Regions from separate parts of the Mus musculus genome. Here all the other regions are linked to region 2. A link is a contact called in public Hi-C and promoter capture Hi-C data. All regions are on one chromosome and are shown on one strand. Each heading gives the region's core, a stretch centred on a gene start, on an enhancer-like site or on the middle of the called end of the contact. The rest is flanking DNA. Distances are from core to core; before and after follow the strand shown.

The links. Promoter capture Hi-C pulls out the DNA fragments that hold promoters and counts their contacts. A called contact is a pair of places that touch in the nucleus more often than the background predicts.
Region 1: a contact with region 2 is called in a Hi-C map of CD8 T cells, with 3 times the contacts expected there. The contact joins the promoter of Mettl17 here to the enhancer-like site in region 2. A contact is called at or near these places in 10 of 39 promoter capture datasets (the HPC-7 cell line, cranial neural crest, embryonic stem cells and 3 more), 5 of 484 Hi-C or Micro-C datasets (CD8 T cells, the G1E-ER4 cell line, differentiating embryonic stem cells and 1 more), 6 of 115 datasets of contacts at active chromatin or transcription factors (bone marrow-derived macrophages, embryonic stem cells, epiblast stem cells and 1 more) and 3 of 9 other capture datasets (adipose tissue, liver and pancreatic islet).
Region 3: a contact with region 2 is called in a promoter capture Hi-C map of the HPC-7 cell line. The contact joins the promoter of Arhgef40 here to the enhancer-like site in region 2. A contact is called at or near these places in 8 of 39 promoter capture datasets (the C10 cell line, the HPC-7 cell line, cranial neural crest and 5 more), 1 of 115 datasets of contacts at active chromatin or transcription factors (memory CD8 T cells) and 3 of 9 other capture datasets (adipose tissue, liver and pancreatic islet).

The regions. Positions count from the first base shown.
Region 1 is chr14:51,882,589-51,886,658 of GRCm38.p6, reverse strand. Mettl17 (methyltransferase like 17) reads right to left here and starts at 1,817. Exons shown (of 14, transcript NM_001029990.1): 1 at 1,636-1,817; 2 at 1,355-1,508; 3 at 1,137-1,271. The coding sequence starts at 1,713.
Region 2 is chr14:52,138,058-52,142,520 of GRCm38.p6, reverse strand. It overlaps Rpgrip1 (retinitis pigmentosa GTPase regulator interacting protein 1), which reads right to left. Exons shown (of 25, transcript NM_023879.3): 12 at 3,619-3,782; 13 at 1,822-1,965; 14 at 1,248-1,398. Among named protein-coding and RNA genes, the nearest start is that of Rpgrip1, 29 kb to the right of the region's middle. Within about 2 kb of position 1,785, at least 111 of the 459 cell types and tissues checked have an H3K27ac peak or open chromatin away from gene starts, as enhancers often do. A contact at or near this core is called in CD8 T cells, the HPC-7 cell line, bone marrow-derived macrophages and 2 more, where this site is marked.
Region 3 is chr14:51,983,232-51,987,425 of GRCm38.p6, reverse strand. Arhgef40 (Rho guanine nucleotide exchange factor (GEF) 40) reads right to left here and starts at 2,593. Exons shown (of 24, transcript NM_198249.4): 1 at 2,435-2,593; 2 at 1-23. The coding sequence starts at 2,437. Gm16617 (predicted gene, 16617) reads left to right here. Exons shown (of 3, transcript NR_045728.1): 3 at 587-1,037.

The sequences.
Region 1 (4,070 bases), core at 568-3,067, 260 kb after region 2:
AGTTTAGTCAACTTAACCCATCCAAGTTTTGCGTCATAGTGAGCAGAAGCCTGATAAAAATGATTTTTTTTTTTTAAATATTTACTTCTTGTGTGCATATAGGTCCGAGTCAGTTCTCACCTTCACCCATTTGGTAGAAGGTCATCAGGTTTGGTGGTGAGTGCTTTTTTACTCTGTACCATCTCTCCTGTCCATGTGATAAAAATAAAAGCCAGGATAAGGGCACTTTTATAGACTTTTTCACTCTCTGACACTTAGGAGTGAGACATCTTCAATATTACCATAGAAAGGGGCTTGAAAATCCAAGTCTCCGGACTGTGTGGAGCTCTGTACCACTGGGCAAATTTCTACAAACACCTACAGTAGTGGCTTGAATGACAATGGCCCCATTTGCTCCCCAATGGCTCATCCGCTGGAATGCTTGGTCACCAGGGAGTAGCACTACGTGAAAGGATTAGGAGGTGGGCTTTGAGGTTTCAAAAGGCCATGAGAAGCCCAGAGTCTCGCTCTGTTCCTGCAGTTCCCGATGCAGATGCAGAACTCTCAGCTATTTCTTCAGCACCATGCCTGCCTGCATGCTGTCATGCTGACAACCGACTAAACCTCTGAAACTGTAAGCCAGCCCCAGTTAAAAGCTCTCTTTTCTAAGAGTTGCCGTGATTATGGTATCTCTTCAACAATAGAACACTAAGACACTACCCTGAACCAGGTACTGTGGGACGTGCAGGGAATACAAGAATAAAAGGCAAATTTACAATATGAAGTCCATAGTCTTAAAAATAATCTGAAATGTAATAATTTTCTATCCGAGGTGGGGTTTCGTGTTTACTGAACTGCCTGCCATATGGCCTTTACTTACCTGAATCAAAATATAGTCATAATCTCTTTGACTTGCAGCGGTGGAGGGGAAATTTTTTATAAAAAAACCCGAAAGACCAAAACTTCTGACCTTTACCCAATCTCCAAGGGCAACCTCTGGCCCAACCTACCTTCTTAGCAGGGCATCATCTAGTAGGGCTGTTACTACAGCATCAAATGAGAAACAGCAGTATTTATCTGAGAGATTTAAATTATTCTTTGATCCTAATTTCTCGTTGACATTTTAATCTGGTTTGCCTTTTAGTTTTAAGCCCTACCTTGTTTTTCCAGGAATTTTTTCTCAAGATACGCAGCCCGTCTTTGCAACTCCTCCGGCTCTACAGGTAAATGTCGGCTCCAGAGATAGTTGGTGAGTGCTTGCACCTGCTTCTCTACACTGCGCATGGGTCTCTCTGTGGTCACAGATGGAAAGGGTCATCGCTGCGTGCTGGCCTCGTTTGGTTTTATCTGGCTTCCCCTTCCCGCAGTTTCTCACCAAAAAGCATTAACTGTGCGGCGTCAGCCAGTGCTTGCGGCAGCTGGACGTGCGGAAGATGCAGGATGCCGGGATGCTTTCGATGGGGCTTCTTCCCCAGGAAATCCGACCCGTTGTCTACCTGGGACACACCGGGCACAAGGGCGGCGTATGCCTGCAGACAGCGAAAGAAACAGAATGGTTGCAGGTGCTTGCTGCCCGAGGCATCGCCGAGGTCGCTCCTCCTCCGAGAGATGTCTCTGGAAACCCAGTTCTCCGCCAGCAGAGGAAGATGCACTTACTCGGGACTGGGGTCCTCGAAGGCTGCGGCAGGATCTGCAGAACAGCAGCAGAAATCTCGGTGTCCTGGCGGTGGCCATGGCTTCAGGACACACCGGAAACGGAAGTACACATGCCTGTAACCCTCAGCCCAAGCAGCTAAGAGCATCTTCCGTGGAACTTCGACCCGGACGGTATCAACTAATGAGAAGAGGGAGTATTTGCTAACAGCCAATAAGCGACCTTATGTACCTTATGTACGTCTCTGCGAAGAAGGCCGTTCGTGGGAGGGGCTTAGCCTTCAGAAGGGGCGTGGTCTCAATGCTGAGCGTGGCTGCGGGCGAGACCAACCCGGCTTGGGCGTGTTTTGTGATGGGGAGGGATCAGTCTCACGGGTTAGGGGGGGCTAGTGGGGTAGGAGGGAGAGGGGTTGGGGGAGTAGGGAGATGGGGGCGGCGTGGAGGGGGAAGCAGTCTCACTGGGGTGGGGAGATAGAAGGGGACGTGGGGGGGTGGTAGGGAGTGGGACTTGGGAGGACAGAGGCGGGGGCAGGGCTGGGCGGGGGTGGGGGCAGGAGTGGGGCTGAGAGTGGGGTAGGCAGGTGAAAAGGAAAGTGTGGACTTTCTTTGTTTTCATTTGGTGCTGTAGAATTCTGAACCGTGGCTAGTTTCCCTTTGTGAGACGGGACAAGACCATAACAAAAATCAGATTTAGGCAGTCAACGATGAGCGCTAATAACTATTACAGTTTGCAAATTAATAAATATAAAAATTAGCTTACTTTTTTTTCACATTTGTTGTCTGCGAGTTTGCTCCAGGTTTTCTATCAAGAGCTTCCCACGTAGCACACCGAATTCCCGCCATCTTATTTCCACAAACATCTGTTGCTAACTTAATTTTTCACGTGGTTAATTTACCCAAGTTCATGAACTTAATAGGTGATAGCTGAATTAAGTGCTAGGGAGTCGAAAGTCAGAGTTACATTTTTAAACAATGCACCGTACTGGGTATTGTTGGTCCTTGAAATGCAAATGGAGAATTTTAAGCTAAATGTTCGAAGGGTTAATCAGTGTGTGTGTGGGGAAACAACAACAACAACAACAAAACCCCCCAAAACCTGGGGCTGGAGAGATGGCTCAGCGGTTAAGAGCACTGATTGCTCTTCTAGAGGTTCTGAGTTTAAATCCTAGCAATCACATGGTGGCTCACAACCATCTGTAAGGGGATTTGATGCCCTCTTCTGGCCTGTGGATGTATATGCAGCAGAGCACTCATACATCTTTAAAAAAAAAAAAAAAAAAGACTCATGGACCTGTAAATTCTTGGGTCCCGGCAGCAGTACTTTACCCAGCTGTGGTTTCCTCTTTAGCCTCTTGGGGGCAGAAGTTAGCTGACAGGACGAAGAGTACTCTATAGTCTTCAGTCCAATTAGAAAAGTTACAGGACCATATATGGGTATCTGTGTGAGCTGGATTCTTAGATGCTTGGTTTGTCTTATGTGGGTAGTAGAGGTTTGATTTTATCCAATGACTCTCTGGAGACTCGAGGGAGTGTGTATGTACGACAGCTGTGGAAAAGGTGTTACCTACTGCAGTCTTTTGAAAGTTTGCTTCGCCCTCCCCCCTTCCTCCCCCTCCCCTCCCACTCCCGCGCGCGCGCGCACAGACACAGACACACACACACACACACACACACACACACACACACACACACACACACACACACACACACACACACACACACACATAGAGCCCTGGTTGGCTGGCCTGGAACTCAATATGTAGATCCACCAACCTCTGTCACTCAAGTGGTTAGTTTGAAGGCCTGTGCCACCAATGCCCAGCCTATACTTTGCAGTTGTTATACTTTATTATTATTTTTCATGTTAAATTACTGGCTTGTGCTGAAACAATAAAATATCTCTGCCACTTACAGATCTGCCCTGATAGATTGATTGGGTTGATGTTGTTGTTGTTTTTGTGGGCAGGTGTCAGAGTATAGGATATGTATAACCTTCTAGGGTCTGGCATTTGGTGGTCAGTTGATTCTGGAGCAGTGACAGTTGATGCCTTTAAAGCCTTGTTATAATGATTAAATGTGATAATGTCTGGATCAAAGTAAACCGACAAACTTATGTTACTATTTTTATATGTACTTTGGCAATTCGAAGAGACATGACTTTATATTTAAATTGTTATACTTCATCCATATCATTTAAAAAAAGCCAGACATGAAAGAACAACAGTTTGGATGCCACATGAGACTGAACGCTGAGGAATGGGACGAAATCAGAGACTTGATGGTGTCTGTGAAGGACATTCCTTTGTTCCCTGTCAAACTGATAATAGAGACGTGCCTTCCTTTTTTCCTGCTAATGGCCTAATAGACATCCTTCCTTTTCATTGGGAATGTAACATCTCAAGAGCTGACGGTGGTGGTTTGAATGAGACGGAGCCTCA
Region 2 (4,463 bases), core at 536-3,035:
GATAGATAGATAGATAGACAGACAGACAGATAGATAGATAAGACATGACTTAATATAATATGTTTAAATTGGCATTAACAACACAAAGCTAATAGTCTTACATATAAGGAAGTACAAATCAGAGATACCGTTAAATCATAGGGGAAAGGTAGAGGTAGGGATAGGCAATTCTCAGAAGAAATAATGTGGGCTGCGGAGATGGCTCAGCGATTAAGGAGCACTAGCTGCTCTTCCAGAGGTCCTGAGCTCAATTCCAGCAACCACGTGGTGGCTCACAACCTATAAGGAAGCCTGATGTCCTCCTTTGCAGGCATATACATACGAATGGCGCATTCACATAAATAATCTTAAACAAATAATAAAATCTTAAAAAAAAAAAACAGTACAGCTAAGTGGTATGCGTGGGAAAGCTGTTCAGCTTTGGCAGGAATCTGCACAGAAAGTGAAAACAAATGAACCCGCAGATGTAGGTAAGGGTGCTTACCCTGAGAGTCCTTGAGTCTAAGCCATGAGGATTCAGTGCAAGGGAGGACTGCCCGTTTATTTGGCAGCAGTCTTACCAGACTCAGGGTGTGGTAAACTCGCCCCCCACCCCCACTACTTCCCTGTACTCTAGGGCTGTGCTCATGAGGGAACCTGCTCTTCCCAGAAAGGAGCACCGCTTCACTGAGCTCCATGTGTGCTGATGTCGTGCCCTGCCTTCTGCTTTAAGTCTCAGACTGTGGTGAGTTTGCTAGGGTGAGTCGTCTCTCTCCCGAGTGCATAGTGAGGAACCCTACTTCTTAAACTCAAGGTTGAGAGTGGATCCTGTTCTGTAGTGACCATCGGAACACACTGGCAACGCCTGCCCTGCCTCTGCCTACGTCCTTAAATCTCAACAAAGATTTTAGAGAGAGATCTCAGGAAAAGATGAGAGGAAATGCGTGACAAGGGTGCATTACCTGGCAAGACCTGCCGTAGGCTAATACGCACAGATTCACAAAATGACAGAGGAAAGGAGAGATTCACCAGCCTTGGGGTCAGTCACCCTCAATGACACTCTTCCAACCACCCGGAAGCACGGCTGCCCTGTGGAAATTCTCCAGAAAAAAAAATCAGAGATTTGCACTGAGCAGAAGAGGAAAGGAAGTTACAAACCAACCATGAGGTGAGAGAGGATGAGAGCAGAAAGAGAGAAAGTCAGGAGGATTGGGTCGCTGTTAGTCACATGACATCACCCAAGATGGAAACAAAGTACTAAGACTTGCCAGATGTTGGAAGGCCGTGGCTTCTTAAAATACCTTCCAGCTGTTTGATGCGGCTGTTCTTGAAGTCCAGGAGGTGATTCAGCCGCTCCAGTTTCTCTTCGTGGTCCCTGTTTTCCCTGTCAGCTTTTGTCAGTGTTGCCTCCAGCTCCTCCTGAAACAAAATAAGAACTGAACTTTCCTCTCTGTGTCGCAGAACCCAAGAGCCCTGACTCTAAAAACTGGACCTGGCTGGAGTAGGAAGATTGATGACCTCCTCAGCAGGGCAGGTTCCGCCCAGGAAGGAAGCTCAGGCTTTCTAAGACCCTTCACTCGCGGCTGCACCTGTGGCACCTTGGGTAATTGCGTCCCTAGGACTTTGGGGGAAAATGAACCCAGAAGTTTGGCACTTGCCGTTTTATGAGCTCCCCCTTAGCTGACTTCTGGGGCCAGGTGCCTGGGCATGTGTGAGTGAGTCCGGAGGCGCCTCCATAGGAAGGAAGCGCGTTGCTAACCACCAGCCCCAGACCCCAAGCCATGCTTGCTCCCGGGTGTGTGTGAGTCTCAGCTGCCCAGCTTCCTGGCCCATGCTCTGCACCTGATAACACATGTTGATTTTGCGCTGCAGAAGAAGCATATCTCTGGTTTTTTCCAGTTCCAGTGTGGTCTCTGCATGTGACACTTGCAGCTCGCTTAGCACCTGGGATAAGTCATTCTCGTCTTGAGCTTTTGGTTCACTGGACTAGACAGCGAAAAACATTGGTAAAAGCGGTTGGTGAGAGTTGTAAAACGCCAGCAACAATGTCTTCTCCAGAACGCACAAGATTTGTGCCACTTCACAAGGGCCCTCTTCCCCGTACTGCCCAGCCCCCAGTCAGTGTGTCACAGCAGAGTGGTGACAGTTTTCAAATGACAGTTTGGAGGCTAGCAGGATGGCTCAGACTTGAGCTGAGCAAGCTTGGTGACCCGAGTTCAGTCTCTGAAACCCACATAGAAGAGTTGGGAGAGAAACAACTCCACAAAGGTGTCCTCTGACCCCCCACAAATGTACCACGTGTGGCACATGCACCCACCCACAAAATTGTAACGAATAAAAGCAAAATGGCAGTTTGCCCTTCACGTGATCATTCCAAGTTCACACCTAAAGACTGTAGGGACAGGAGAGACAGCTCAGTGGTTAGGAGCACTGGCTGCTGCTTCAGAAAACCCAGATATAATTCCTAGAACCCATGTGGCAGCTCCCAATTGTCTATAACTCTAGTTTCAGGGGACTCAGTGTCCTCTTCTGACCTTCATGGGCACTGCACACATGTGGAACACACACATACATGCAAGCAAAGCACTCACATGCATAAAAATATATATAAATAAGTAAATCTTTAAAAACTAAACAAAGGGACTGGAGAGATGGGTCAATGATTAAGAGCGCCTATTACTCTTGGAGGACCCAGGTTTGGTTCCCAGCACCCACGTGGTAGTTCACAACCATCCATAACTCCAGTCCTAGAAAAATCTAATGTCCTCTTCTGGCTGCCATGGGCTCCAAGTACACACATGATATGCAGACATTCATGCAGACATAATACTCTCATATTAAATAAAAGATAAATACATCTTTTTAAAAAACACTTTCTACAAATACAACTTTTTTTATTAATGCATATGAGTGCTCTACTGCATGTATACCTGCAGGCCAGAAGAGGGACTCAGATGCCATTACAGATGGTTATGAGCCATCATGTGATCACTGGGAATTGAACTCAGGACCTCTGGAAGAGAAGAGCAGTCAGTGCTCTTAACAGCTGAGCCATCTCTCCAGTGCTAGTAAATACAACTTTAAAAATTTTTTGTTTCATATGCATCAGTATTTTGCTTGCATATATGTCAGATTCCTTGGAGATGGAATTACAGATAGTTGCTAGCCTGCTATGTTTGTGCTGGGAATTGAACTTGGGTCCCCTGGAAGAGCACTCAGTGTTCTTAACTGTTGAAGCATCTCTCCAGCCCTCCTTTTAAAAACTTTTTTTAAAAAAAAGATTTATTTATTTACTATATATGTAAGTACACTGTAGCTGTCTTCAGACACACCAGAAGAGGGCATCAGATTTCATTATGGATGGTTGTGAGTCACCATGTGGTTGCTGGGATTTGAACTCAGGACCTTCGGAAGAGCAGTCAGTGCTCTTACCTGCTGAGCCATCTCACCAGCCCTTAAAAACTTTTAATGAAAACTTATGAGCTCTAAGCACGGGGTACTGGGTGGGGCTCACTAAACCCTGCCTGTCAGCTGGCTCAGCACTTTTTAAATCCCATTCTCAATCAGGACAGAGTGTTGATCCTGTAGTTTTCCCCTGGGGGTTTCTGCCAGAAACCTCTCAGCAGAGTGACTGTTTACCTCTCTCTGATCTGTCTGTGGGAGTAGAGTGGGCTGAGCAGCCAGTTCACACAGCTCTTCTGGAGATGAGGCTACAGTGGCAGTTGACTGAAGGCTCTCTTCTTCCTGTTCATGCTGGTAAAGGATGTCGGTGTCTTGAAACTTCAGCTTTCCATCTTGAGCTGCTGAAAAAGAAATCCGGGGAACTGAACCCAGTTATTGGCAACCATAGTCAGCATTGAGCCAAGTGTGAAATAACATCTGGCTCGACAGCTTCATTTTGTACCAAAAAAGCAGTTCTCTTTTGCTGAGACAAAAGGGCCCCTGGCCCACTTGACTCAGTCAGTGGACGTTGTGCTTCTAAGGTAAGATCAGAGGAGAGAAGAGCACCCAAGGAATTGTGGGATGGAGAGGGAAACACACACAATAGGACCGTCACGTGGCTGACTGGGACTGGCCAGTGGTATGTTTTAGGGCAGGTGGAATGGGGTCAGGGGATCATGCAGATAATGAACCCGAGGGTCTTACACATTCAAAAGCACTCTACCAATGGAATGAAATCCCCCAACCAAATAATACTTTTTTGATAGAACCACCCAAGCCAGTCTCTCACCAACTTGACTCCATTGTGACTTCTAGCCATTAAGTAGCCCCCATCTCCATACCCACCCTGACTGGGAATTATGTGTATGTCTCAGGGAAGGAAAGCTATTGCTGTCCAAGGTGCAGAGATATCAGAGACGTTACACCAGATCTCTTCTGATCTTACAAGACTTAGTTCACATGTATAGCACGGTGCTTGGCTTCCTTACTGTATGGCTTCTGCCTGCAGGCTCTTGCTGCTTTGCTTTGTTTGAGACAGACAG
Region 3 (4,194 bases), core at 1,344-3,843, 160 kb after region 2:
CAGTCCTCCACTGGTTCAGGCTCCTGGTAGAGACAATACCGAGCTATAGACATCTAGACTTTCTAAGCATGGCTCCTTGGGAGTTGGCCAGTTTGCAGATAGATATGTCTCATATCATATGTGCACAGTGAGTAATCAGAAAATGCTGGCTGAATGAGCCCAGGAATAGGAGGGGCCTGGCCAGTCAGCACACACAGGCTTACCATGGCTTCACATTTAAGCTCTGAGACTTTGGCTTTAGTGATCCAGGGAGAACTTGTTATAGATGACTCTGGTCAGGATTGTTCCAGGCACTTGTGAATTGAGGTGACTGCATCCCGGGAGGAAAGAGACAGGCTGGGCCACTGAACCCATCTGATGCTTAAGAATTCTCGGTGGATGGGTGGGGGGTATGGGGTTTCTACACAGCCATTTTGCCAATGGATTCTCCCGAGCTCACCATCCAGATACCTTTATTGTAAGTGGAGGTATGCCCACTCACAAACTACTGCATCCTAGAGATAGTTGGTTGATAGGTGGGAAGAAAGAAGATGAGAAGACTGTGGCTATCTCAGGCCTTTATAGCATCCCTTTCTTTCATTCCCAGAACCTGTGGGATTGGCCACAATGAATCAAATGGTGGAGCCATTTGAAAGAAGATAAAGACATACCCAAAATTCTTGGAGAAGAGAGGAGGTGGTCTGATGCTATGTATTCCAGTTTTTTTTCTTTCTTTTTCTAGTTCCAGAGGGTTCTGTCTGATAACCTGTCTCAAAGACTAAGTCGTGTCCCGTACTGACCAACTCCCTAAGTGAATCATTCATTGGGCTACGTTTCTTCACTCACTTCCTAAACAACAACTCTGGGGTCTACTTCTTTGCATGTCCATATCTCTCTCAAGATGGCTTTTTAAGTTCCGTTTATCAGATGTCTTTGCTGTAAATGAGGAAAGTATTTTGCAGTATTTATTTCTCTACCTCTCTTTGCATTTACTAGCTCTCTACCCATTGCAGACGGTTCTGCTTCCACCCCAAGACAAAAATTACTTATTTTACTCTGAAATCTCTCCAGCCAGAGTTGCTTAATCCCGGCTGTTTGGGAAGATTAGGGTATTCAGACACCCCAGAGACCAGCATTCTGTGTTATCAGAGCCCAAACTTGGCTCCAAGGTGTGGGCGAGCAGACAGACCCTCAGTGTTCTCAGGACTGTGTACGTGGGTGGGAAGAAGGGTAGGGGTGAGGTTGGGTGGGCCCGAGCTCCGAAGTTAGGATCCGGGGAGCTACTGCTTGAGCAGCGAAGCAGCTGCAACCCATTAGGGGCGGTGAGCTCATGGCTGAACAAGAGTCGCAGCCACAGGAAACGGCCTCGGCAGGAGGGGAGGAGGGGTCTGGAGCAGGCGGAGGTGGGCAGGAGCCCAAGACACCAGGCCTCTGGTCGGCTGGGACCAAACGACGGGCGAGACTGAGTCAGCGCTCACTGGCCTAGTTCCTGTCTTGCTCCAACCCTCTGAGCAGGGTGATGCTTCCCAGACTCTCCGTAGACATTGCCCTGGCAGGGCCTCTCCCCCTCCTCCACTCTGCAATGAGCATTATAGGCTGCACCCGCCTGGGCAGTGGGCGCTCTCCCCGTAGTACTTCATAGTACTTCTGGCCGGAAAGTTCCGGGCTTAGTGTTCACTCTGGTTGACATGGGCTTCTGGTACCCTGAGCTGCTGCTCTCCGAGCCTCTGCTCTACAGGATTCCATCCAGATCCCTCCCTGCAGCGACAGTGCTCTGAGGCAGGCACTGTCAGGAACAGCTCAGTTCCCTGCAGCTGCATGAACCTCGGGGAACTTTGTCCCAAAAACTATGGTTTTGGCTCTGGCAACGTCACGCCCATTGGTACTGCGGAACACCCCCTACCCACCCCCAAACAGCCCCCTTTCTGTGAGGGAATTTCCCTTTGGACATGCCCTTTGGCCCTGGCCCAGCCACAGCTGTGGCTAGTCCCTCAGGGCCGGATGGGTGGGCCCATCTCACCGGGTTTGGGGACTGGGATGGAAAATGGTGGTTCCAGGCAGGTCAGTTCTCATGACCCAGGACAGTGCCCTTTCAAGGGCTGCCGCCAGACCAACTCGCAGAGGGTCTCCAGGAGTGAAAAACTGAGATAGGGAGGGGGAGGGAAAACTCAGCAAAAGAAGACTGGGTAGGACCAAAAAGACCGGGGGTGGGATGTGTGCAAAGACCATCGAAGGATGGGGAGGTGGCACAGAAGAAAGAAAGGGTCATGGCAATACTCGGTAGGGACTGAGCAGGCAGCAGGACCGCAGATCGAAGAAAAGAAGGGGGGATGGGAGGGTGGAGAGTCTCCGAAGCGCCAAGGAGCGCTAAGCGGGCACAAGAGGCACGGGGCTGGGGGCCCGGAGCGGGCTGCGCGAAGGCCGAGGGGACACCGGGGTGCTTCGCGGGACTCACCATGGCTCGGCGTCGGGAGGTGTCCCACTCTCCGGCGGGCGGGCGGGGCGGGTGAGCCACCGCCTCCCTCCGGGCGCTCAGTCTCGCCGGGTCTAGCTGCAGGACAACTCGCGCGGCGACCGCGGCTCTCCCCGCTCGTTCGGCAGCCCAGGCCGCGGGGGCCCCGCCAGGGAGGGCCGAGACGGCCGCCTGCACCGCCCCGCCCAGCCCGGGACCCCAGCCGAGAAGCCCCCCCAACCCTGGCCACAAGCCTCGCCTCCGCTCCCCTGGCTGTCTGCTGCCAGCCCGCCCCGCCCCCTCCGAGAACCGCCCAGCTGAGGACGCCCCGGGTTTCCCGCGTCTTCTTCGCTCTGCGGGATCAGTTCAGCCTCAGCTCGGGACCCTGCAGGGGACCCGCCTAGGTCCCAGGTTGCCCGGCGGCCAAAAGCCTTCTTCCATCTCTAGGGTCCATGACACATCTCCGGTCCGTGGCAAGGCTTGGCAAGGTCCTGGGGCCCAGGTCGATCCACAGCCTTTAGTTCCCTTTAGGTAGAGCTGAAGGCCGGGAAATTAGGGTATTCCCCCAAGCCTTGGGCGTTTGCCCGCCCTTCTTCCCCTTCCACCTTCTTGGGTCTCAAGGCTCCATGAGACTACAATGGGCTCCTGTGTGCAGCCTGGGGAGGGCGGGGGATGAGGGGAATTACGAAGTAAAGGCTTGGCATGTGGGGTGGGGGGATATGTGTCACGGCTGAGAGGCCAGGGCCCCGGGATCAGGATCCCTCTGTAGGGTCTGGGGGCGTTTGCGGAGTTGCTCCACGCTGCCTTTGCCTTTTTCTCTACCTTAGACCCCTGTTGCTCTGCGGTTAGAGAAGGGGAAGCAACAGTTCCCGGATTAGACCCCACGCTTTAGTACTGATGTCAGATCTTTCCTTCTTGTTGCAGGGCGATAGTGGCCCATATGCTAGGGCTTTTGGCAGTGACTATTATCTTACACTTCAGACAAAAGGGGCTAGGCTCCTTTAATTTTTTTTTTTTTTTGCCTCACCTACAAACTCGAGTATCACTTCTACATGGAAGTGAAGGCCGAGTGGGGTCTCTCAAAAAGGCTTGAGGAACCGCAGCACATCAAGGGGTTGCCCTGCCTGTCTCTGAGTCACAGACTGGTCCAAAAGGTGGACATTTGGGAGGCGATCTGAAAGGTACTCATTTCCCAGAGAGATCGTGAAGGTGTTGGCATTGCAGTTAGAGGGTAAAGTTTATTTAGAAGACGTGTGGTAGTGGATACAGTCGATGAGGCTTGGAGCAGGAGGAGAAGAAAGGGCCTCCATGACAGGCTCTTTTCATCTTAGGATGCTACATTCTGCCCCTTTTCCTGTGGGTCTGGAGAAGGGAGAAACTTAATTCATGGGGATGACACGAGCCCTCTGGTTCATAGGGTTAAAAAAGAATCTCAAGCAGGGAAAACCCTGTGATTAACCGGCAAGAACTGTGGAGCTATCTCCAACCTTCCAGTTAAGGTAGACTCTTCAGTCTCCTTGTTATTAATGACCAAGAGAGTGAGATTTTACTACCCCCTGGTGTCTGCCTGGTAAATACTGCCCAGCAGCAGGTTGTAGAGGCCTTCTAGGGAAGTTTTTTTTCAGAGGATTTTCTGTAAACCTTACTCATCAAATCTAGTTCACCCATTCTCGGTCTGGAACGATTGAACCTTCCCTTATTGGAACTTAAGATTCCTTATGCTCAAATCATTTGGTAGAATCCAGGGACACCCATAGCTAGGC